6 separate regions of the Mus musculus genome follow, and regions 1, 2, 4, 5 and 6 are each linked to region 3. The links are chromatin contacts, called in public HiChIP or PLAC-seq and promoter capture Hi-C maps. All regions are on one chromosome and are shown on one strand. The core of a region is the stretch at or near the end of the contact, and the rest is flanking DNA. Distances in the headings are between cores, read along the strand shown. Region 1 holds the start of Hif1an (hypoxia-inducible factor 1, alpha subunit inhibitor). Region 2 holds the start of Ldb1 (LIM domain binding 1). Region 3 holds the start of Tlx1 (T cell leukemia, homeobox 1). Region 4 holds the start of Sec31b (Sec31 homolog B (S. cerevisiae)). Region 5 holds the start of Fgf8 (fibroblast growth factor 8). Region 6 has its middle 16 kb from the start of Fbxw4.

What was found. Promoter capture Hi-C pulls out the DNA fragments that hold promoters and counts their contacts. HiChIP or PLAC-seq counts read pairs in DNA pulled down with a chosen protein or histone mark.
Region 1: a promoter capture Hi-C map of embryonic stem cells shows a contact between it and region 3, with 3 times the contacts expected there. The contact joins the promoter of Hif1an here to the promoter of Tlx1 in region 3. A contact is called at or near these places in 5 of 39 promoter capture datasets (the HPC-7 cell line, cranial neural crest and embryonic stem cells), 2 of 115 datasets of contacts at active chromatin or transcription factors (embryonic stem cells and pancreatic cancer cells) and 1 of 9 other capture datasets (embryonic stem cells).
Region 2: an H3K27ac HiChIP or PLAC-seq map of embryonic stem cells shows a contact between it and region 3, with 5 times the contacts expected there. The contact joins the promoter of Ldb1 here to the promoter of Tlx1 in region 3. A contact is called at or near these places in 1 of 39 promoter capture datasets (embryonic stem cells), 2 of 484 Hi-C or Micro-C datasets (both in embryonic stem cells), 3 of 115 datasets of contacts at active chromatin or transcription factors (embryonic stem cells and pancreatic cancer cells) and 1 of 9 other capture datasets (embryonic stem cells).
Region 4: a contact with region 3 is called in a promoter capture Hi-C map of liver, with 3 times the contacts expected there. The contact joins the promoter of Sec31b here to the promoter of Tlx1 in region 3. A contact is called at or near these places in 7 of 39 promoter capture datasets (cranial neural crest, embryonic stem cells, hippocampal neurons and 2 more) and 2 of 115 datasets of contacts at active chromatin or transcription factors (embryonic stem cells and pancreatic cancer cells).
Region 5: a contact with region 3 is called in an HNF4G HiChIP or PLAC-seq map of pancreatic cancer cells. The contact joins the promoter of Fgf8 here to the promoter of Tlx1 in region 3. A contact is called at or near these places in 21 of 39 promoter capture datasets (the 3T3-L1 cell line, the C10 cell line, the HPC-7 cell line and 12 more), 2 of 15 datasets of contacts at CTCF or cohesin (large pre-B cells and stem cell-derived epiblast-like cells), 27 of 484 Hi-C or Micro-C datasets (bone marrow-derived macrophages, cerebellum, cranial neural crest and 6 more), 19 of 115 datasets of contacts at active chromatin or transcription factors (craniofacial prominence, embryonic basal ganglia, embryonic forebrain and 10 more) and 3 of 9 other capture datasets (embryonic stem cells, embryonic tail and embryonic trunk).
Region 6: an H3K4me3 HiChIP or PLAC-seq map of bone marrow-derived macrophages shows a contact between it and region 3, with 4 times the contacts expected there. The contact joins the enhancer-like site here to the promoter of Tlx1 in region 3. A contact is called at or near these places in 11 of 39 promoter capture datasets (the SN4741 cell line, cranial neural crest, embryonic stem cells and 6 more), 3 of 484 Hi-C or Micro-C datasets (all in embryonic stem cells), 10 of 115 datasets of contacts at active chromatin or transcription factors (bone marrow-derived macrophages, embryonic basal ganglia, embryonic forebrain and 6 more) and 1 of 9 other capture datasets (embryonic stem cells).

Annotation. Positions count from the first base shown.
Region 1 is chr19:44,560,508-44,564,117 of GRCm38.p6, reverse strand. It overlaps Hif1an (hypoxia-inducible factor 1, alpha subunit inhibitor), which reads right to left and starts at 1,264. Exons shown (of 8, transcript NM_176958.3): 1 at 1,064-1,264; 2 at 578-828. The coding sequence starts at 1,240.
Region 2 is chr19:46,042,599-46,046,563 of GRCm38.p6, reverse strand. It overlaps Ldb1 (LIM domain binding 1), which reads left to right and starts at 1,253. Exons shown (of 11, transcript NM_001113408.2): 1 at 1,253-1,734. The coding sequence starts at 1,710.
Region 3 is chr19:45,149,409-45,153,518 of GRCm38.p6, reverse strand. Tlx1 (T cell leukemia, homeobox 1) reads right to left here and starts at 2,804. Exons shown (of 3, transcript NM_021901.3): 1 at 2,027-2,804; 2 at 1-3. The coding sequence starts at 2,603.
Region 4 is chr19:44,543,480-44,547,586 of GRCm38.p6, reverse strand. Sec31b (Sec31 homolog B (S. cerevisiae)) reads left to right here and starts at 1,739. Exons shown (of 26, transcript NM_001033343.1): 1 at 1,739-1,799; 2 at 3,775-3,886. The coding sequence starts at 3,808.
Region 5 is chr19:45,740,831-45,744,576 of GRCm38.p6, reverse strand. It overlaps Fgf8 (fibroblast growth factor 8), which reads left to right and starts at 1,693. Exons shown (of 6, transcript NM_001166361.1): 1 at 1,693-1,924; 2 at 2,025-2,061; 3 at 2,580-2,666; 4 at 2,898-3,078. The coding sequence starts at 1,893. RefSeq lists enhancers at 3,348-3,746, 2,926-3,746.
Region 6 is chr19:45,674,270-45,678,162 of GRCm38.p6, reverse strand. No RefSeq gene overlaps it. Among named protein-coding and RNA genes, the nearest start is that of Fbxw4, 16 kb to the right of the region's middle. Within about 2 kb of position 1,747, at least 43 of the 459 cell types and tissues checked have an H3K27ac peak or open chromatin away from gene starts, as enhancers often do. A contact at or near this core is called in bone marrow-derived macrophages, where this site is marked.

The sequences.
Region 1 (3,610 bases), core at 15-2,514, 590 kb after region 3:
GAGGCAAGAGGATCTTATCGAGTTTGAGGCAAGCCTAGTCTATATGGCAAGTTCCAGCCAGTCCAGTTAAGAGCTCCAGAGTGAGTCCCTGCCCCGCCCCCCCCAAAACAATAGCAACTAAATACAAACACCTGCACACATAAAACACAATCTTTTTTTTTTTTTCAAGAAATCAAAAGATCTTAAGTAAAAATCTTCCATTTTGAGCTTGAAATTTTCGAACCCTGGGACAGCCCTCCCAAACAGAACCGCACAATGATTTAACTGGACATATGCTATCAGGCTAGTATAAGTTCCACATAGGCACGGTCAAAGCCTTTCTTTCGTCTGACTGACCCTGCAAAACAACTGTCACTCTAACTACCAAAGACAGGAAATTGGACTCACAGTTCAAGGCTAATGCTGCCCTCATCCACTAAGCTAAAAAGAACCATCAAGAACTCAAAGCGCAGAGCAGAATATTCACTCGTGGAACCCAGAGGCTTGGAGGTGCCAATCTCTTCTTACCCAACTCCACCACACCTTCAAACAAGTACAGGAAAGCGGATGCCCTGGTTCTACTGACGGGGCAACTTACCGCTCTTCTCCCCCGCGCTGCTGTATAGCTTGTAGTTTCTCAACGAACTCATGAAATTTAATTTCCTCCCTGTTGGACCTTGGCTTAAAGTTCTGGAAATTGCCCATCTTCTTCTCATCATAGTATAAGAACTTATGGGTGCTGGCACTGTACACAGAGAAATCTCCGTTGCCAATATTCTCTTGCAGGTATTCGAGGTCCCACTTCAGTGCAGGATACACAAGGTTTGTGTCGGTCAGCACCACTGGCTCCTAAGCAAAAACATCAAAAAAAAAAATCAATGAAGTAATTCCAAGGCGCTAATATGTTCTTCTCGACGATATCTGTACTTGTCAAATTCACAACAGTGTCTCCTGTCACTCTCTCCTGACGTAGCATCTCCCTTTCCCGCCTCTCAAGCCTCTGTCCACAATCTGATCAGTGTGCCACCTCTCCGCTAACCGGGTCCCTTCCTCCACCCCCTTCAGCAGCAGCCCCGCCCCCCACCTCATTTTCGATGAGCTCTTCCGCCCGAGGGTCACTCTGGCTCAGACGTGGGATGGGCCTGGTCGGAAAGCTGTAACTTCGTAGCTGGGACTCATCCCAGGCGGGACCCGGAGCTTCGGCTTCTTCCCGGGCCTCTCCAGAGCCAGAGGCCGCAACCTCGGCTGCCGTCGCCGCCATCTCTACTCTAGGGACGGCCCCGCCGGAAGTGAAAGCTCCGCCCTTTCCGGAAGCAACAACAACGAACACCATAGAGATGGACTGCAAGAGAAACCGATCGAGACCTTTTAAGTAGGTGGGCGCCTAGGTTGAAGGAGCGCTCCCTAGCGGTGACCTGCAGGACTACAGTCTAGGCTCCATAAGGCCGACTCGCTTAGTTCCTTAGAAAAGGGACAAACAAGCCCACGAAATATTGCTGCCTCCCTATGTTCAAGCCTACAGAGGCAAAGACGGAGGCAAGTGTAATTAAGCTTTAAGCTTTACTCTCTCGGGTGGGGAGAGAAGCCAACGCTTAGATCCACTTAAGAAATCACTAGAAAAATCAGTTAGCACATAGACCTTGGGTAAAGCTGTCCTGAAGGCTTAGACAGATGATTAAGGACAAACTGAATTCATTCAGAATCTAGAGAAGATCAAGGGCTTATAGTTCCAATTACTCCAGACGCTGAAGCAGGAAGACCACTTGAATCCAAGAGTTCAGAGCCAGTCTGAATAACACAGCAAACCACCATCCCTTTAAAAAAAAAAAAAAGTAATATAAAATCCATTTTTGTTCAGTATTATTTGATTTTTCTGCATATAGCACTATCTCACCTACTTAAATCTAATCTTGCAATGAGACCAATGTTATGCAACCACAGATATTCACATTTTCCAACAATACATACTGGTTATAAGAGAAGGTATTAATTGTTTTGTTTGCTTACTAGACTATTCTTTTTTTTTAAAAGATTTATTTAATATTATACATAAGTACACTGTAGCTGACTTCAGATGCACCAGAAGACAGCGTCAGATCTCACTATGGGTGGTTGCTGGGATTTGAACTCAGGAACTTTGGAAGAGCAGTCAGTGCTCTTACCCGCTGAGCAGTCTCGCCAGCCCTTACTGGACCATTCTAATGAATACCTACAGGAGGCCAAGATTGTCATCCCATGGTGTACATATCCTATTTAAGTCTCTCCCCTTAAAATGACAGTAGGAACTGCATCTATGACAGGGTGGTGTCCCTGTAGTTAGGTAACATTATATGGCAAATATGTAGTCAAAGTCCCTAACCAGTCAAATTTGAGGTCATCAAAATGGAGACTTATCTTGAGTAGGGCAGACATTATCTCTCTAGCCCTTTAAATCTGGAAACATTAGTTAGAGACAAAAGGCTTGGGGATTTGAATCCATAATACATGCTCTCTGGTTTGCCTTGAATATATATGTATATTCATATACACACACACATATATATGCATATATTTCAGAAAATGACAAGTGAATTCTTTACAAGCTGAGAAAGACTATTGGCTAATAGCCAACAAAAATATGGGAAGTGTAGCCCTATAAATTCAAGTAATTGAATTTGACCAATAACTGCTATGCTTATAAAAGGATTCAGAGCCTCAGATGTCATGGCATAGGCCTTGGTTTCACACTGGTGAGACCCTGAGCTGTGGACCTGACTAACCAGAACCAATACTCATGACAAATGTGAGATATTAAGTAGGTGTTGTTTGGGCTGCTAATTTTATGACTTGTTTAAAGAACACTAAAACAAAATTTAACTGAATATGCAGCAATAGAAATTAATACTTCTGTCTTAGTTATATACTTAAGCTACATAGTCACTATGATATAACAAGTTGATAACAGGGTTATCTCCATGAAGGGGTTTGGCAGCAGTCAAGATTTTATCTGCAATGTTGATTTTTTTTTTTAATTTATAGCCTTGAAAATTAAAAATAAACCAGACCTAGAAATTCATATTATTAAAATCAGGAATGAATGCAGGAACATAACACTGACTTTACAAATATAAAAAGCAATATATAAGATACTATCAGCAAGTGAACATTAAAAATAGAGACTCTAGATGAAATCGAGGAATTCCTGTAAAAAACACCAACTATAATAACTAATTCAAGAAAAATCTAATTGGACCCATATCAAAACTACATTAGGGATTTTTTATTAATCCCATAAAGAAAAGCCCAAAACAATGTGGATCATTGATGAGTCCTACCAAACACTTAGAACAGAATTACTAACAATCCTTCAGACACAGAGGAGGAGGGAAGACTTCCCCATTCATCCTATGAGGCCAGCATTACCCAGATATCAAGATGAGAAAGCGAGAAAATATCCCTTATGAACAGACATACAAAAGTCCCTAGCGAAACAAATCTAGCACCATACAAAAAAGTTTACATACTATAACTAAATGGGATTTATTTTTGGAATGCCTACAGCCTGGGCTGTCCTGGAACTTGCTCTGTAGACCAAGCTGTCCAGGGTACCTCCTGCTTCTGCCTCCTGAGCGCTGTGATTAAGGGCATGAGC
Region 2 (3,965 bases), core at 4-2,503, 890 kb before region 3:
GGTTGGGATATGTGGTCTCATGGCACCTTAACCTCCACCTTTGTAACTCTCCCCTGGACAGTCAAGCCAGCTGTGCAAACTCCTAAATCGGGGTAGGGAAATCAAACACCTTTTTCAAACAATCCCCATTTTAGCAACAAAGGGAAGAGGGAAGCCAGTGTAACCAGTCTAGTTCAGATACCTTAGACAGGGAATACCAGCCCCCAGAATCTACCCAGGGAATACACCACGAAGCTTAAGAGAAGCTAAGGCTTGGGGGACACCCCCCCCCCGAACTCCTTCTAGCAGCTCCCCTCCTCCCTGCTAATAGGTATTTCCTGTTTATGAGGCAGCTAGGGCTGGGCTTTGGAGAAGGGATGGAAGAGTTCTTCCCTTCCATGGGTTGGGTTGAGGAGTCCTTGAGGACTGCCTGAAGGTTGGGAGGGTTCTCCCTTTGGAAGATAGACTGACTGTCCAGGATGCCCCACCCCCAACCCTCCCCGCGGCCTCTGCCCCTATGGGTAGGGGGCACTGAAGGAGTAGGTTTCCTGTTCTCCACCTCCAAAACAGGGAGCTGCTTCCAGGGGGCGGAGGATGGGGGTGGGTGGGTAGAAGGCTCCAGGGCTGGAAGAAGAAAGTGGGGGAAGGGAAGTGTCTTAACTGGTGCGTCAGAGCCTGCAAGAGGAAAGGATGGCTTTGGTAGTGCTCCCCCCCTTCCCAGCCTAATGGTCATACCACAGCCCTTGTGTCCCCTTGCAAAATGCGGACCTCAGGCCCTTAGGCGGGGGAGGGTGGGGTCCCTTCTTAATTAACCCTTTTAGCTCTAGTCCCAACTGGTTTAGCAGGCATGGTCTGGTTAATTTAGAAAGGGGATGAGTCTAGGGGTTGCTCTGAGAATTAGGAGAGTGCTCCTTTTCCCACCCAGCTTCGGGTGGAGCGCGCCACACAGGGTCTCCGCAAAGAGCACAGGCAGGGGTCAGCGCCCCATCCCTCCCGGGGGTGGAGAGAGGGTACACCTCACTACCCACCCAGGCTCCGCCTCCCCCAATCCCCGCTCCCGCTCAGCCACGCTCCCAACCCCGCGCACCCGGAGGACGGACGCCGAGCGTGAGGCTTCGCCTCCTCCCGCTCCCCGGCGCCCGCCCTCGCCGGGGTCTCTGCCTCCGTCTCGTTTTTTAAGAGCTGCGTCACACGCATGCCGTTCCCGGGAGCGCTCCCTGCCCCTCGCCGCGCGGCGCACGCACGTCGCCGCTCGCGCCGCGCTCGCCCGGGTCACTTTGACACGGCTCTCCCCTCCCACTACCAGGACAATTAGCATATTAATAAAGCCCGGCCCAGCCCGACTCTGGCCGGAGAGCCGGCGCTTGCGAGAGGGAGAGGACGCGCGAACGAACGGGAGCGAGCGCGAGGGCGGCGGCGGGGAGGGCGGCGGGAGCGCACAGACACGCACACGCACACGCGCACACACGGACACACACTCCGGGGACGCACACCCGCGCGTACACACGCAGAGGCAGCTCGCCTTCCTGCCTGGCTTCCTTCCTGTCTGCTCCGCGCCTGACAGGCCCCTCGCTGCAGGCAGGGGCGGCCCGCACCGGGCAGAGGCCGGGCCGGGCCGGCGGCGCGGGCATCGGGGGCCGCGGGCGGCGGCAGCGGCTCATGCCCGGCCTGTCCCTGCGAGGGGCGGGCATCGTGACTCGGCTGGGCCCCCAGCGGCGGGCGATGTGAAGATGTCAGTGGGCTGTGCCTGTCCTGGTGAGTGGGTCTCGAGGCCGCCTGGCCCCTCCCTCCCTTTCGGCCCCCTAACCCCTGGTTTGGAGAGGATTTGTATGTGGGGGGCATCGAAGGCATGGTGGGGGTCGGGGGCTGTATAGAGTTAGAGGGGCCTCGATCGGGGCCGGGTTTTCTCATCTGTATAAATACGCAGCAGCCCAGCGGCACGGGAAGGGGGTGCTAAGGATGGCTTGTAATTTTTTTTTGAGGGGGGGGAGGCTAACTGGGGAGGGATGGGGGGGGACTGAAATTCCCAGAATTCCAGGGTGTTAGCCAATCAGAAGTGACTTTGGACTTTTGACCCCCCCCTCAGGTCATCGTAGAGTTCTGATTGGCTGATTTGGGTTTCCCCCCCTTCCCTGCTGTTTATTGCCTCTTACATATTTTGTGACATTCCCCCCCTCGGGCTGTTTCTTAGGATGCTGTTTGGGGGAGGAGTTGATTGGAGCCCATCTTACCCCCCTTTAACTTTTCCTGTCTGTTGCCAGGGTAGGTTGGCCCTCCTGAGGGACAAAAAGCACTCCTAGGGGGTGTCAGATAATTGGGCCCTTGGGTCTGCTATCTCAGTCTTCGTGGGAGGGGGAGTGTAGCAGTTCCAGGTAGGCCGTGAAGTTAAGAGTGGTTTGCAGATTCGAGTTGGGGGAGCAATGCTTGACACCCCCCCCCCAGTGAAAACTTGAGGACTCAAATTCAAATCACAACCCTCTCTAACAGGTATCAGAGCTTGCCAGGGAACACCTGTGTCTGAGAGTGCCTTGAGATTTTTCTTGTACGGTCGGGGTATAAGGCCACAAGTGCTAGGAGGGAACAGTTGAGCCATGTGATGGGAGAGGTTAGTCTAAAGAGAATCCCAGAATATAGTCGGTCCCCTTCCTTATAACTCTGTGTCCTCAAACTGGCCTTCCTTCCAGGATGGAGGCAGCTTTCTCTAGAAAGTCAGTGGTCAGTGTCCTGGGTCTAGCCTGGCTGGATCTCTTGCCCCTCTGTATGTCCTGTATTCTGAGAAGCCTAAACTTCAGAACTAGGAGCCCCCCCCCCCCCGCCGTATCCCCGCACCCCAACATTCATACAAATACACAATCCCCCCAGGGAAGCTGCTAGTGCAGAATCTTCTTTGGAAATCACGTGACTCTGGCCAAGTTGGACTGGGTTGGGCCCACACTTCAAGTGGCTGCTGTGGCTGACATTTTAGGGGCATAGGGCCCAGGAGGAGGAAAGCCTGAGGATCCTGGACTATCCGGGTGTGGGAATCCCTGGCTCCTGCTGCAGAGGGTGGAGAAGAGGAGGAGAGAAGAGCTTGCCAAGCTGGAATCCTGCCTAGCTTCATAGCCTTCCCACCAATTTGACTTGTGTGTTTGTGTATGTGTTTTCGCTTTTACAATTTGGCCAATGCTAGACAAGGTAGTTCATGCTCTTAGCCCACCGGTGGGTCATTTCCCTACAACGTGATGTATGAAGACCCAAAGTAAGGCAGGGCTTTAAACAAGCTAGTGGGCTGAAACTTATTTATTTTTTTCCCCTCGAAGACAGGGCTTCTCTGTGTAACAATCCTGGTTATCCTGGAACTTGCTCTGTAGACCAGGAACTGCAGGGCTCGAACTCAGAGATCCACCTGCCTCTGCCTCCTGAGTGCTGGGACTCAAGGCATGCGCCAACCACCACCTGGCCGAAACTTAAATTTTTATTCGTAGAGGTTTTATATGGAGAAGTTGCCAGGCTGGGGGAAGATGGGAGATTGGTCCTGGAATTGGGGCAACTACCTGCATGCATTAGTGGGAAGAGTCTTTGTGGCTGATATGGAGACAGGAAGAGGACCCATGCACAGAAGTGTGTGTGTAGGAGGACCCAAAACTCACGGTCTGTCTGTATGTCTGATAGCTTGGCAGAGGGAGAGAGAGGGAGAGGGAGGAAGGAAGGAGAAGAGAGGAGGGGGGGGAAGGATGGCTGAGAGAGTCTTTTTCTTGATTATGAAGAAGTCTGACAGACTGGTGTCTTGTTGAATGGATGGACATTAGACTTCAAGAGGAGACCACGTGGGAAAGGGCTTAAAGAGAGGCCTGGGGGTGGAGAATGGTAGGAGTTGGGGTGAGGAGGGGAGGACCAGGCTTGCACGAATGGGTGAATGGGTTAAGAAGAGCACATGTTTCACTCGACCAAGGGCATTCTGGCAGCATACAGCAGGTTATGTCTGAGGCCCACCACCACCCTGAGCG
Region 3 (4,110 bases), core at 1,555-4,054:
GACCTATACGGCGTGTTACAGTGAAGGGTGAGAGGGCCACTGGAGCGGGAGACAGACAGACGGCAGAGGCAAGCGGCAGAGCGTCAGGAGGCGTCCCAGGCCCGACACCCCGCGAGTCAGAGCGCACTGGCTGTACCCCCTAAAAGCAAGGCAGTGATCCACCCGGCAACCCTCCACCTCCAGCCCAGGATCGCAAAGGGCTCCCTCCTGCCCGCCAGGCTGACGGGTCCCCTAGCTGCCACTTAGGAAATCTCCCTAGCCCGGGGCTTCAGAGATCCCACCCGCTTCCTCTTTGACTCCCCTCTCCCTTACCTAGGGACAGCAATGCATCTCTCCTCCTCAGTCTCAGCCACTAAACTTAAAAGGGCCACCCCTTAAAGTAGGAGGCCCAGGGTGATCAGAGTTCCAGGCCGTAGGGCCTGTTCTGGTCTCAGTCACAGCCTCACCATCATACAGCGGATATAGCTACAAACTTCCAGATCTGTACTCCAACAGAAGAGAATGCACACCTAGACAAGCAACAGGACACGGGGCAACACAGGACTACAGTCACACACTCTCAGAACCTCCTTCAGGCCTGACGCTACAGTTGACTATGACTCCCCAGAGTAGGCCCATGCTGATATCTTTTGTATAGTACACACACACACACACACACACACTCAACAGTGGGCTCGTAGTGTGGGTTAAAGTCAGTCATCAACACTGACCTGGCCTTAAGTAGGGGAGACAGATAGGCTCTGGGTCCCCTACCTCCCTCAATGAGAGGACTTAGGTTGTATTACTGAACCCCCTTGACAAGAGTCCTTCCTCCACAGTAACACAGAGACTCCTTCCCATTTCTGCTGTGGCCCCAAAGTTTGGTTAGGGCCCCTAGGGACAGCCTCTCTGCCTGTGCTGTCTGTAACAGAAGCAGAGGGGCCTAGGGTAACTTTGGGTAGCTAGGACAGGTTTAGTTGCTGTAGACTGTTCTTTTCATTAGCCTGCTTCAGGAGCCCCATCCACAAGCATCGGCCTAAACCTACTACCTCCCCTCTCTAAGGCCCAGACAGCTAACTGGGGCCCAATTCCTAACAGCTGTGTGCCCATGGGGGCCTGAACCTTCCTGAGGCAGCTCAAGGTCTAAGGATCCAAGGACAACTAAAGGCAGCCAGCGGGAAGTGGGCACCGAGGAAGAGGGTACTCCAGAGCTAGGGCAGAGAGAAACGGAAGCCAGGTCAGAGGGAGCTAGGGTGGTGCAGAGAGCAAGGCCGCTGGGCCAAAGAGTTCGTCCTCCTCTCCGGGAGTTGTCCTCCAGCCAACCCTCTGGTCAGGCGGGTGCAATATTTACCACCCCCCAAATAAGAGAGCCGACCCCTGGGAGGGATACCGAGGATGAAAACGAAAATTGGCCCAGCCTTGCGCTGCCACTGACTCTGAAGAATCTCGGAGGTCCAGGAAGAAAGCTCTGCTCCTTCACCCGGGCTTGGGGCCTTTGCGGATCTGCAGCGGCCCGACCCGCACGCCACAACTCAGAGCACGTGTGTGTGTGTGTGTGTGTGTGTGTGTGTGTGTGTGTGTGTGTGTGTGTGTGTGTGTAGTAGGGGACGAGAGGTAGGAGAACCTTTTCTTATGTCTAATTATTCTGTCTAATTCTGGGGCTCTTGGCCTCCGTCAGGAAACAGCAGCCAGGACAGAAAAAAAAAATTTTTTTTCTCACACGGGCATGCAAAGCCTAGACTGTTGACAGAAGATGGTCCTGAATCTACAGTCCTCTACCTGACTGGGCCCTGGGATCCCGAGAGGGGACCAAGCTTTGCTTCCACGAATGGGGTCCTAGAGGAGAGACAGAAGAACCCAGGCTGCAAGAACTCTTGGAGCGATTCTGAGCACATAGAATCCTGAAGGCAGCTGAACTTAGGAAACGCACGGAGAGGCGCTAGGCGACCTGGCGCTCAGAAAGAGCTTCAAGGAGCCATCAAGCAGGGTAGTGGGTAGCACAGAGACCGAGCCACGGCCAGGCGGGACGCGCGCGGGCCGGACTCACCTGTGAACCTGTCCTTTGTGTATCTGCGGTTACTCTCCATCCAGGGAAAGGTGAGGCCGGTGAGGTTGTTGACACCCGGCACCGCAGGCACAGAGGGTACTGTAGGCAAGCCGGTGGCCAGGGGCTGGGGATGGGCCACAGCTCCAGCTAGCGGCCTGTGCGCGGGCACCCGGATCACCCCTGCAGCGCTCAGCGCCCCGGCGCCACCGGCACCCCCGCCACCGCCGCCGCCGCCCGGACCGGGGCCGCCCGCCAAGGCCATGTTCACGTTGTAGGAGCCGGGCAGTGGGCCCATGCTGCAGGCACCGCCGCCGCCGCCCGCCGGACCACCAGGACCACCTGGGCCACCCGCGCCGTAAGCGCCAGTGCCCCCGGCCCCCGCCCCAGCAGCGGAGCCCCCGCCGCCGTAAGTGTAGGCGCCTCCAACCAAACAGCCAAGGCCGTAGTCTCCATCCTGGAGGCGCGAAGCGGGCCCCATGCAGCCGCCCTGGTCGGGGCTGTTGAGGATCTGGTCGATACCGAAGCTGATGGGCTCCGCGTGGCCCGGGTGGAGATGGTGCGGACCCAGGTGCTCCATGCTGGCCCCGGCCCCACGCGGGGGCCCGGGCGCGGGCGATCGCTGCGCTGGACTACCCGGGCAGCGAGTCGGAGCGCGGAGGCAATCGCCACCCCAGGCTGCGCTGAGACTTGAAGGCGAAGTGCGCAGAAGGGCCAAAGTAGGGGGGAGGGGAAGGAGAGAGGGGGAGCTGTATTCTTCCCCTCTCCGGCTTCTCCTTCCCTTCTCCGGCTGCTCGCTCGCTGTTGACTCTGGGACATCAATCACCGGGCGAAAAAGCCCTGAGCGAGCGAGCCTAGCTGTTTCGGCCGGGTCTCTCCATTGGCTGTGCGTGGAGAGGAGCGGGGTGAATGACAGCGCGGGGGAGGGGTTGGGAGGGGGGAGAAGGAGGCCAGGAGCCCAGACAGATGCCGGAGCCAGAGACAGAGGGACGGAGATCAGAGCTCTGAGTAGTTCCAGTGAAGAGAAAGGAGGAGGGCTACAGAGAGAGGTTTAAATGAGAAAGAAAAAGATCAGGAAGCAGCCATTCCCAAAGACGAACAGACAGACGGACCAAAGGAGAGGGAAATCAGAACCTTTCCCAGACCTGGTAGGACCCACCCCCTCACTTTGAACAGGGCCGAAGGAGTCCAGCCCACTAGGCCCCTGGGGACAGGTGTCCTGCCCAACTGGAGAATCTCCCCAAGGGCTGAGCTGGGAAACACCTGTCACTCAACCAGGAGATTTACTGCAACTTCAAGTCCAGCTTGTTAGAAAGTAGAAGACTGTCTACTCCCCAGGTATGGAGCCCGGGCCCCGAGGCAGGACGGTGAGTTCAGGCTTGTCCTTTAAAACAGGTCCTATGAAGAGCTGGCTATATATTGTTATAAAAATTAGCAGCCACTCCAACTCAGTCTCTTTAGAGAATTTAAGGAAACGAAAGTCAATCCTGAAAAGCAGTCACAAGCCAAAGGATTACTTTGGGGCTTGTGCGAGGGTGCCCGTTCCTCAAGGTACCTCTTTCATTTTGAGTAAACAGAAGCTCGCAGAAGCAATTCCTACGACCCGACCCAAGTGAATGGCTCTGGGTTTGTGAGAGAAAGGACTTAGTTCCTTGCTTTTAGAATCTTTGGAGGGAAGCCTTGGGTCTTAAGGCTGTGGGGGCGGGGGCTGCTGGGACGAGAATCAGGGAAGTGCGTCCAGGACAAATTTAGGCCTTTTCAAAGTTATGCCTGTGGCTGCCTGGCTGAGAGCCCAAGAGAAAAGAAGGAAACTCCCTTCTTTTGCTTCCTCTCTTTCCCCTCTCCAGTCGGGAAAGGTCTGCTCCCTCCTAGGAGCCAAGTTCTGAGGGAAAAAAAAAAAGCATAGGTTATGAATTCTGATCTATTTCAGGTCCATTCACTGCTGAACCTTCTGGGAGGTCTCTAACAGGCAAAACGCTGGCCTCACTCCTCAGCAAGTCTCAGTGGAATCTAGTTGTTTTGGCCACTGTCTGACACTGTCACTTGAAGGGCCTTCCTCAAAGACAGGAAATGTCATATATATATAT
Region 4 (4,107 bases), core at 490-2,989, 600 kb after region 3:
TTTAATCATCTCATTCTTAAATATTTATTTATTTATATGAATGTATATGGCTGTGTGCCACCAGGAAATGATGTTGGATATTCTGGGACTGGAGTTAGGCAGTTAGAAGCTGCAATGTGGGTGCTGGGACTTGAACCTTAGGACTTTAGTGCGATTTCTTTTGTGATGCTCCATCAGTGTGGTTGGTACTTCTGCTTTATTCCCTAATTTGGGAGTACTTTCCAAGGTTCAGCTGTGTGTGTGTGTGTGTGTGTGTGTGTGTGTGTGAGAGAGAGAGAGAGAGAGAGAGAGAGAGGAAGAGAGAGAATCTCCTGTAGCCCTGGGTGCCCTTGAACTTGCTGGGTAGCTTGGGTACCTGAAGATGACCTTGAACTTTTGACCCTCCACCCTGAAGCCACCACGACTACTGGTTTCTCTAGTGCTGGGAAATAAAACCAGGGTTTCAAGCCTTAGGGCAAGCAAGCACTCTCAGCCAATCCACACCTCTAGTTCCTAAGGCTCAGACCTTGTTCACTCCCCAACTCCACCCCCATCACCGGCTCACCTGTGATAGGACACTTAAAAAAAAAAAAAAGTTAAATGTTTAGTTGTAGCAAGAATGGTCCTGGCACAGATGGTGCCACACATGGGTGTCTATCTGGTTTCAGAACTGCCCATCAGATAATGGGCACCCCAGTTTCAGAGGTGACCCGGGTAGAACTCACCATGCATCAAGTGGCACTTTTGAACCAACTTGGGCATCTTCACCTGCCACAATTACCTCCACAGTTATCTCAACTTGAAAAGCATCTGTGATATCTTCACATTCTCTTTTCCTCTGCCTCAAGGTTTTAACTCTGTTATCAGCGACACCGGGTCTCCCTTGCTCTTGGGCCCCGGCTGTCTTGAATCCTTTCCTTTCTCAGTCAGGAGAGCCAGGGCAGCTCTCCTTCAGTCACCAGTATTAATCCTGACTTTCTTCACCGGTCCCTGGGCTGCTCTATTCCTCTTGTAATTGGGTCCCTGCCTTCCTCTCTTTTTTCTCCAAAGGGATCCATACTGCCAGATACAAAATACAATTGCCACTAGTGCCTCTGACCCAATAATTTTCAGTAATTCCCTGTTAACCGCAGAATTAATTGGTATTCCACAATTTATCTATCAGTACTTGTTCTTGATCAGTCTCTTTGACTTACTGTATGGGAAATGCCAGCATGCCCATTAGCTGCTTTGGCCCCCCTTTTTGCTGAAATATCACCTAGTGTTCTTTCAGCTCCAAGGAGTAATGCCCATGTCATGTGCCTGAAATCTTCCATGAAGTGCCTGGTTCACAGTTGTCTCTTTTTCCACACACAGCCGTTAATCAGTTTGTGGACACCCTCTACTAGTAGGCTCCAGTGTGCACCACTACTATTTACAACCTCGATTGCTTTTTAGCTAAATAGATCACACTGAGAGCTCATGGGCTTCCCTCACTTTAATAACTACATAATAAATTGAATTAGTGTTTTCCCTTTCTATACACAGGAGCCTGACTCAAATAGAATAGACTAGCATGTACTGGTGTGGGGGCTAGAACTGTGCAATCCCAGGGCAAGTGAGGCAGGCCCTGCTGGGAAACCTCTGCGCTATCGCTCTCGGTGCAGATTAGTGTTGAGGAGCTCAGCTAGGCGAGCAGAGGGAGTGGGTCGCCAGCTGTGGCCAGGGCAAATTGACTTTTGGCCCTCGGCAGCCGCCGTCCGCAGCGCGGTGCGCCCTTGGTTGGGACAGGACCGGCCCAGGCGGTCGCCTGTGACCCCTGACCTGGGCGCTCGGAACAGGTGGGTTTCCCCTGCGGGTCTGGGGTCCCGGAGCACCGCTCCTCCCACGGGAGGACGCCGGGGAGCTCGCCTTGACCACACCCGGGCTGCCACGCCTCTGGAGCACCAGTACGAATCCCCCCAGCTGGACCCGGTCCCGCTCCCCTTGCCACACAGTGTCCCCAACCCCGCCGAGGTCCAGCAGCGCTGCGCGCGCCTCCGACTGCCCCCCAAGCCTTGACTTGACCGGGCCCTCAGCCTGCACACTGTCGCGGTGCCCTGGCCAGTGGTAACTGACCGTCAAGCGCCTTGTATGGCAGTCAGCAGGCGAGAAGCCGTGTTGACCTTCTCCCTAAGGACTGGACTGCCAAGGGTCGTCCTCCCTGATAGTGGTTCCCCGACCCTATCAGCCCGCCACTGCTCTGGCTGTTCTGATCCTAACGAGGGTTTTTCTTATAAAATGATGCCTCAGAGCAAAGTGGATGAAAAGAGCATTTCTCAGCCGGGCGTGGTGGCGCACGCCTTTAATCCCAGCACTCGGGAGGCAGAAGCAGACGGATTTCTGAGTTCGAGGCCAGCCTGGTCTACAAAGTGAGTTCCAGGACAGCCAGGGCTATAAAGAGAAACCCTGTCTCGAAAAAAACCAAAAAAAAAAAAAAAAAAAAAAAGCATTTCTCCCGTCCTTCTGTCAATGGTTTAAGCACGTCATGAAAGCTTTGCTTAAATTAATATAATGGTTAAAAGCACGGGGTTTACATTGCGGCTTAGCCGGCTGTTTTCTATGTAAAACAAAGTAACAATTTATAGAAATTTCTAGTTGTGCCTGGCAAATGCGCTGTTGCTGGTCGCTGCGCTTCTGTACAGGATGGTTCTGACCAGCAGGTGGCACTGGTGACGAAATAGTGTAGTTCGCTGGTCACTGATAAAGCGGAGCTTCAGGAGTTTAGAAGCTCCCAGAAACAAGCTTAACTGACAGCCCCAAGCTTTTTTCAAGCTGGAAAGTACAATAGAGATTAAGTACTATTATCGCCTGCTTTTATAGGTGAGGCTGACCTGACTGGGTTGCTCAAGCAGGTCACAAATAGTTCTAAGTGTCCTTCTTTACCTTTCAGCCCTTTCGCTGGCCCGTGAGGATGAGACCTTGAGTATACATTAGAAGTGGAAATCACAGAGTTAAAATGAATGCGGTGTGGGGGCTTCACACTTGCCAAGTAGAGACAGGACGATCATTCTCAGTTACCTAGCAAGTTTGAGGCCAGTCTGGGCTACGGGAGACCATGCGCCCCCTCCCGCAAAAGGAAAGGGTCTGAAAAGATGGCTCTGTTGGTAAGAGCACCCGCTGGGTTCCCGGGGCGCTCACATTGTAGCTCACAGCCATCTGTAGCTCCAGTTCCAGGGGCTCCAACACTCTCTTCTGGCCTCTGAAGGCATTAGGTACCCGTGTGGTACACAGACATACATGCAGGCAACACACACACATATCTATGAATGTTATAATTTTAAATATATTAAGATAAGTTCTTACTTTGTATGTAGTCCACGCCAGGCTTGCCTGAACTTATGATTCTAATGCCTCAGCCTCTTGAATGCTTGGATCATAGATGTACATTATAGCTAGAAATATTTAATTATCCATTTCCCTTGGGAATTGGTACTCAGAGGACAGATGTGTGTCAATGACATAAATACAGGGTTCCCTGGCACAGATACAATATTTAAAACCAAGGGAATCAGGCAACGTCACTGAGAAATTACCTAGTTTGATGGTTATTGTCGGTAGAACTGTAGTAACCAATGTTGATTAAAGACCTTGGGAGTTTAGATAATCAGTTTTAGCCATTGGGTAAGCGAACTGTCAGATGAGCTTGTTTTTCTCATTCTGTTTTTTGCTGGACTACTTCATCTTGTAGAGAAGAGAGACCATCTCTGTGTCCACAGACGCTCCCTGGATCACTGGCCCTAAGATTTTTTTTTTAATTATTATTTCTATTTTTAGTGGGCCAAAGGTCATATATGTTTCCCGGAAACCATGAAGTTGAAAGAACTTGAGAAGCCAGCTGTCCAAGCGTGGAGCCCGGCCAGGCAGTACCCTGTGTATCTGGCCACAGGTACGATGACACGACAGACCAGGAGCTACTAGAAGTCAGCCATCAAAGGAAAACTCAGTATCTAGAATTCCTTAATGACCATGAGAGACAGCTGTAGGATTATGTCAGGTTGGGTACCTGGTAACAGCCTTGGACTAGGGCCTGAGGGCGGCACCTCATGCTTTCCTTGCGGTTACCTCTAGAGAAAAGGATGCTCCTATCTCTCTTCTGTTCTGTTTCCT
Region 5 (3,746 bases), core at 444-2,943, 590 kb before region 3:
TGAAAAGAGCTATTGCCTGCCAAATCACTGACAGATAAAAGCTACCATCGGTTGGCAGGTGAAGCCACCAAAGGTGGAAGATAGTCTAATGGCTCAGTCAGGTGGCCCCCATCCATCCATCCAACACTACCTGCAGAGCTACAGCTCTGCCCTGAGCTTCAATCCTTGGGCCTGTAAGACAGATTCCTCCCTCACCTCCAGGTCTGGGTGGATCAAAACAGCGGGGAACAGAATTTGTGAGGAGACTCACCTATGAGCTCAGGAAGTCTACTCTGAGGAGGGCTGAGACTGTCTCCTTGGAACCAGTTCTTCTCTATATTGCTCAGCACTTGAAGGGCTGAGATGGACTCCCCTAACCATATATATATATATATATATATATATATATATATATATATATATTACTCCGTGTTTGCATTTGCAAGATGGGATGCATAAAAGGGGGGCGGCAGGCCGAACCGGATGGGGACTGACAAGGGCCTGCTTGCCTCTCTTTAGCCTACAAAGACTTTCTGGGGCCACCGCAAACCCCTAGTTCTACCCCGGAGGCACAGAGGATCAGTAGAGGGGAGGCTGTGGATGAAGGCAGAGCTGGGTGGTACATCCACGGAGCCACCTGGTCTTCAAAAATACCTGGCCTGGGAAATCTCTGTGCCTGCGGTAACAAAATAGTGGCTCAGGGTTCCCAGAAACCCTATGGAGAAAGCAATGGGGCGACGGGCTTGAAAAGGCTTACAGAAGTCTCTACCTTCTCACCAGCACCTCCCTCTTCCAAGTGACACAAGACACCAGGTACCTGCTCAAGGAAAACCTGGAACTCAGAAGGGGAAAGGCTAGGCAGCTTGGGTCCGTGTCCTGAATGTTGCTGAACGTAGTTATTTTTGCCCCTGCTAATTGCTCAGAAGCAGTGGCTGTGGGTCCTTCAGAGACCCCTGAGCTCTTACCACATAGACGCTTCAAGGTTTTTCTTAAGCTTTATAGACTAGTGCAGTTGGATGGACAGGAGCAAGGCTGAAGGTGATAATGGGGTGGCAAGGGGCATTTCTCCCTCCCAGAGCCTCTTTGGAGACTGTGAGACAGAAAACCAGCGGGGTTGGGTTTTTAGAAAGGTGAAGGCACCGGGTTCCAGTGGCGCCCAAGGGGACGCTCAGCACCGGGGCCCAGTTCACTGTTAGCTGCAGGCTCCCAAGAGGGGCGCGTGCGACCGCAGCACACATTAGGCGACCCAGAGACCTTCTAGGAGGCCAGAGATAAGCAGACCCGACCCTAAGCAGATCAACAGTCCTGCAGGACTCAAGTGTACGGGACCCCACTAAACATGTTGTCCCAGACGCCCCCCAATCCCTGGACGATCCCGCCCCCGGAACGCTGGAAGAGACAGGCAAGGGTAGTGGGAGGCGCCCACACCAGCCGCCCCCGCCCCTCCCGCGGGTCCCTAGACCCCTCCCCTGGGCCAGACCCCCCAATCCCTGCTCTGCCCGCCGCCCCGCCCCCGGCCGCCCCGCCCCCGCCCCGGGCGGCGACCCGGCCCCAGCGCCCAGCCGGGGGTGCGGGCTCCGGCCGCCCGCCCCGCGCTCCCCCCTCGCGGCCGGTGCGGCGCCCCCCGCCCCTGCCCTCCCCCTCCCTTCCCACCTCCCCACCCACCCCACAGGCCCGTTACCCTCCCGCCTGCTCGGGCTCCTGAGCAGCCAGCGGCCACCGGCTCCAGCAGCGGCTCAGAGGGGTTCGGCGCGCGCGGCGAGCACGACATTCCACGAGCCGCGTCGGGATAGCCGCTGGCCTCCCGCACCCCGACCTCCCTCAGCCTCCGCACCTTCGGCTTGTCCCCCCGCGGCCTCCAGTGGGACGGCGTGACCCCGCTCGGGCTCTCAGTGCTCCCGGGGCCGCGCGCCATGGGCAGCCCCCGCTCCGCGCTGAGCTGCCTGTGAGTACCGCGGTCGCCCCCGCGTCCCCGTCGGCCAGCGCCCGCCGAGCCCTCTCCGCTCACCCCGCGCCTCTTTCCTGCCCGCTTTTGTCTCCCACAGGCTGTTGCACTTGCTGGTTCTCTGCCTCCAAGCCCAGGTAAGGAGCGCTGCGCAGAAGCGGGGGCCGGGCGCGGGGAACCCAGCTGACACTCTCGGGCAGGGACACGAGGACCGACCCTTCGGCCAGCGCAGCAGGGCTGGAAAGAACTTTACAAATCCAGCCCCAAACTACCCCGAGGAGGGATCTAAGGAACAGAGAGACAGTGTCCTGCCTAAAGTCACACAGCGAGTGAGTGGAGAGACTAGAACCCAAGGGTCTTGAGCCCAGCGACTGGCCAGTTCGGGTGGATGGGAAGGCTACCTGTAGCCACACCTGGCCTCCTAGGAAGGCGGGAGCTGGAGTCAGCGGGTGTTCCTTGTCAAGGGTAGTTGGGATGTAGTTGCAGCGAATATCCTCGCCGCTGCTCTCTGGGGAGACCTGTGGCCGGTTTGGGCCAACGATCGTGTTAACCTAGGCCCTTTGCATTCTCAACATTTGCTCCGTAAATTTGTCTTTATAAATGTCACGGGTCGGGTAGCGTTGCCTCGCTACTTAAAAGCACCCTGCTCCTCTAGGAAGGCCCGGGCGGGGGGCCTGCGCTGGGCAGGGAGCCCACTTCCCTGCTCCGAGCTGGCCGGGAGCCCCAGGGTGTTTCCCAACAGGTGGGTCCAGACTCCCTCATTCCCGGGTTCATCCATCCATCCTGGGCTGGGTCTGCGCGACTTCCCCGAGGGGGTTGGTGGCCTGAGCCGGCATGTTGTGGGGATGCCCCCAGTCCCCGCTGGCTGCCTGGCGCGGCGGGAGGCGGGTACAAGGGCAATGGGGACCAACTCGGGGCCCCTGGGCGGAGTAGCGTTATAATGGCGTGCTGTGTATTTTTCAATTTCCTAAAGGTAACTGTTCAGTCCTCACCTAATTTTACACAGCATGTGAGGGAGCAGAGCCTGGTGACGGATCAGCTCAGCCGCCGCCTCATCCGGACCTACCAGCTCTACAGCCGCACCAGCGGGAAGCACGTGCAGGTCCTGGCCAACAAGCGCATCAACGCCATGGCAGAAGACGGAGACCCCTTCGGTAAGGTGCATTCCCGGACCCTGGAGAGGAGAGGTAGCTTGGACCTCGCCGCCCCTTGCCAGCCCCAGCTGCATCAGCCAGAAAGGCCTGCGGGCTCTCCACCTGAGAAGGGAAGGAGTTAAGACGAAAAGGTGCCTTGGGGTCAGCTGGAGAGAATAGTGGGGAAGGGACCCTGGGGAGGACGAGGCCAACAGGTGCCCTCTCTTCCCTGCTCCGCAAATGAATGAATCCAGGAGTCTCCCTTACAATCTTCACACACCTCTACCCGGCTGCAGGTGGAGGCAGAGGGTTCAGAGGAGAGGCCCAAATTTAAGGGGAGTTCTTGAAAGAGGATATGTCGCCAGGGCCCACAAAAGGAGAGTGGGAAAAAGAAAGTAGAGAAATCCCCCAGTTCGCCCAGTTTGAAAAAGGGACAGAACTGCTAACTGATCAGAAGGGTCAATTGCACAGGGAGACTCGGCCTGCAAGTTAGACTCCGGGCTCCACTGTGGATACCCCAGGGGACTGAGTCGGCTGGCGGCTTCCCGCAGGGCTGCTGAGTACAGGGAGCTACTGGGGCAGGGGCTGAGAACTGATTGATTTCTACAACATTCAATATTCTTGTCTTGAAATGGGGCCAATTTCCAGACTCCTTGGATGTACCACAAGGAAGCCAAACCCTCAGGGTG
Region 6 (3,893 bases), core at 498-2,997, 530 kb before region 3:
CCTGTTCTTGGTTTAAGTCCCATTTTTATTATCGCCTTCTTTGAAATCATTACATATTCCACAGACACCTCACCATTTATCAAATCCCCGCTGATAATTGTATGCAGTTTTTTGACTTTATAGGTAATGCCACATTGCTACATTTACACCTATGATTTATGTTTTTTACACTAATTTTAATAAAGCCTATTAACTTTCATAAAGAGAAATGTGCTTGAGATTGAATTCAGGGCTTCAATATTGATATCTATGCATTTTACTACTGAGCTACAACCCAACCCCGAGAAAGTGTGTGTGTATGTGTGTGTGTGTAATGTATATGTATATGTATATACATAGATGTACACATAAGATGCTATATATAATAATGTAATATAGGGGGCTGGAGAGATTGCTCAGTGGTTAAAAGTACCGACTGGCTGATCTTCCAAAGGATCAGAGTTCAATTCCCAGCACCCACACAGCAGCTCACAACTATCTCTAACTCCTGTTCTAGGGATCTGACACCATCACAGAGACACACACGCAGACAAAAGACCAATGCATGTAACAACAAATAAGTTCATTAAAAAATATATAACATTTCAGATTTTGCCCATTTTTATTTAAAAAAATTAAATTTGTATATGTGTGTCATGTTCTTGTGAATTCGAGTGCCTGAGGAACCCAAAGGCACAGGCGGGTTGTGAGCAGCCCCACGTGGGGGTGGTAGATGTGGGAGCTGGGGTGATGAGTGGGGGCTGGGGTGGTGCGTGGGGGCTGGGGTGGTGAGTGGGGCAAAGGGTGGTGCGTGGGGGCTGGGGTGGTGCGTGGGGGCTGGGGTGATAAGTGGGGGCTGGGGTGGTGAGTGGGGCCTAGGGTGGTGCGTGGGGGCTGGGGTGGTGAGTGGAGACTGGGGTGGGTCGGGGCTGGGATCTGAACTCTGGTCCTCTGCACGGGTAGTAAGTGCTTTTATCCGCTGAGCCTTCTTTTCAGGCCTCGGTATTTTTAACTATTGAAAGGATTTGTTTTAAACCTGAGTTAGAGCAGGGGCAGACTTCTAGGCATAAACCCGTGCCTGTCTGTTTTCCTGGAGCCCACCATGCATGGCCCAGGACTCTGAACGACAGCTGCAGTGAGAGGCTCTACACACTTTTTTGTTTTGTTTTGTTTTTTCCTCACGGAATTCGGAACAGCCTGTATCTATGACCCCCTCAACTGCTGCTGCAGGGCATTCCCTCTAAAACCTCACGTACAGGATGTAGAACCTGGGGAGAACGTTTGGGGACTCACTGAAAGGGGAGCGCGATAAGAGAGACGAGGCACCCAAGTCCTTCGTCCTTCTCTAGACTTAGAAAACTTGATCCTTTGGACCCGTGGCTGCTGTTAGCTCCTGTCACCACCTGATCTTTTTACTCACGAGTTTAGGATGCCAGAGATGGAATGGGGGTGGGGGGTGGGGGGGGGTGGGGGGATCAGCAAATTCCCAGCACCTTGCGCTCCGCGCCGCGTCATCCTTAACCAAAGACGCAACTGAGTGTAAAATAAGTAAAGTTCTCGCGCTTGCTAAAACGACTCGGCGCACAAAGGCTCTCCGGTGAGAAAAAGAAAAGCAAAAAGCAGAAGAAAAAGAAAAACACTCCCCTCCCTCCAGACTCCCCTCAAGCCTCTAATCTCATCTCTGAAAAGGAACTGTACTTTACTGTCCACAAAACAGTCTATTTTCAAAGTGAGATCAGGAGGGCGCTGGGAGGAGAGGGGCGCCTGGGCCCACGGCAGCCCGCGAATTCCTGCTTGTTTATAGAAGGCAGTGGCCGAGGACAGACACTTTGAAACCACCTGTGAACGAATTAAAGACCGAGGGGGGCAAAACCCCCATCACAAACAGAATCTCACTGCTCAAGTGTGAAAGAAAAGGAAGAAAGAAAAAGCCAAGTAGATCTTTGCCGGCAACCACTAGATGGACGTAGAATTCAAAAACATTCTTTGGGGAGATCAAGGATGGCAGGCTTTGAAGCCTGGAGGGCCGGCGAGGCTCAGAGCACCCGGCCGCGAGCCCCACACCCGAGCGAGCGGCCGCACTCTTGCACTTGCTGGGGAAAGCATTTAAATGGGAACAATGTCAAATTTCACAGCTATCTTATGTCCAGTGACCTTACGGGACCCCGAGGGAAAGACAGATCGAAAATGATTGTTCTCGACAAGTTCCTCAAAGCGAAGAAGTCAAATAGGCAAAACCCTTCAGAAACGACGTCTGCGGAATGAAAAAAAGAAAACTCCGCTCCTAAAACTGCGGCTTGTTGTCCGCCCTGCCCAGCGCCAGCCCGAGCCTTGGGCGCTTGCTCGCCTGTTTGTTTATTTATGTATTTATTTGTTCGTCCACCGGCTCTGCACAAGACTCGCGGTGTGGCTGCTCTTTATCTAATACACACAGAGATCAGGTTTCATCTCAACAGCCCAAGAACTTGGGAGGAAAAAGTTTACTGTGGGGGAAGAAACAGGAGGTAACAACTATTTTGAAATATTTAATCAATTTGAAATAGCTTTCTCTCTTGTTGAAAGAAAATGAGACAGGCTAGAGTCTGAGGGGAAAAAAAAAACAAAAACCAGTCTACTAGCTAAGGGAAAGACGACTAAAGGACAATTTAGGAGAACAAAGATGAGCTCTCGGACCTCTGTCTGTATTTTAGACAAGAATTTCAATGACACTTCATGTCCTCTAACTTTGACTTAAGTGAACCATCTTAGCTTAATGGCTCCCCCCCCCCCTTAAAAGAAAAGAAGTCTTAGAGAAGGGACTAAAAGTCCCTTTCATCACAACCCAGGAGGGTCACGCCCCTTTCCCAGGACCAGCCTCTACCATGAGTTTGACGTGCATATAGCCCTATTTTTGTTCTTCATTTCCATTGCGATCCTTAAATAGCTATGATAGCTTAGTGATAACTCATAAAGGACATCATGTTGTAGAGTGTACACTCTGCTCCAAACGTATTTTGCTTATTATTTCACTCAGCATTATGGTTTTGACACCTATCCATATAGATAATTCATTCTCTCTCTCTCTCTCTCTTTCTTTCTTTCTCTCTCTCTTCTTTCTTTCTTTCTTTCTTTCTTTCTTTCTTTCTCTCTCTTCTTTCTTTCTTTCTCTCTCTCTCTCTTCTTTCTTTCTCTTTCTTTCTTTCTCTCTCTTCTCTCTCTCTCTCTCTCTCTCTTTCTTAACAGTGTTTTAAAAGAGGAAAAAGAAGTTTATTCCCAGGAGAGTTTTATGTGTATTTGCATGTTCCTGCCTGTCTGACTTAGGAGCAGCTCATCGAAGGAGAAAGGTTTTCATAAAGACATGGGGTTTCATTGAAGATTACAGAACACTCAGGGTGACAGGAGATGACATGGGGGCATTCCAGAGATACCCCTTAAAATAATATCCTAAACCAGAAATCATAAGAATAGTTGTTGCCTTCTACGTTAGTTGGTGGGGGGTGGGGTTTGTGATGTGTGGGCATTGAACCTGAGGCCTTGTACTTCACAAGCAAGCAGTCTACCACTGCACTGAATCCTCATCTCCCAGTGGCTTTAAAAAACATTTGCTTTAGCCGTGTGTGACAGCACACACCTTTAACCCCAGCACCCTGGAGGCAGAGACAGGTAGATCCTGGGCCAGCCTGGTTTACAAAGCGAGTGCCAGGATAGCCAGAGCTACTACTACACACACACACACACACACACACACACACACACACACATCTTGAAAAACCAACCAACCAACCAAAAACCATTTAGTCTGGATGAAGATTTTTGTATGTAAGAGACATATTTCACAAAGGATGCTGAGTTAACTGAACCAAGATTTACTAAGACACAATAACCCTGGAATCTATAAAATACCATACCATTTAAACCCACCAGGCAGACGTGCA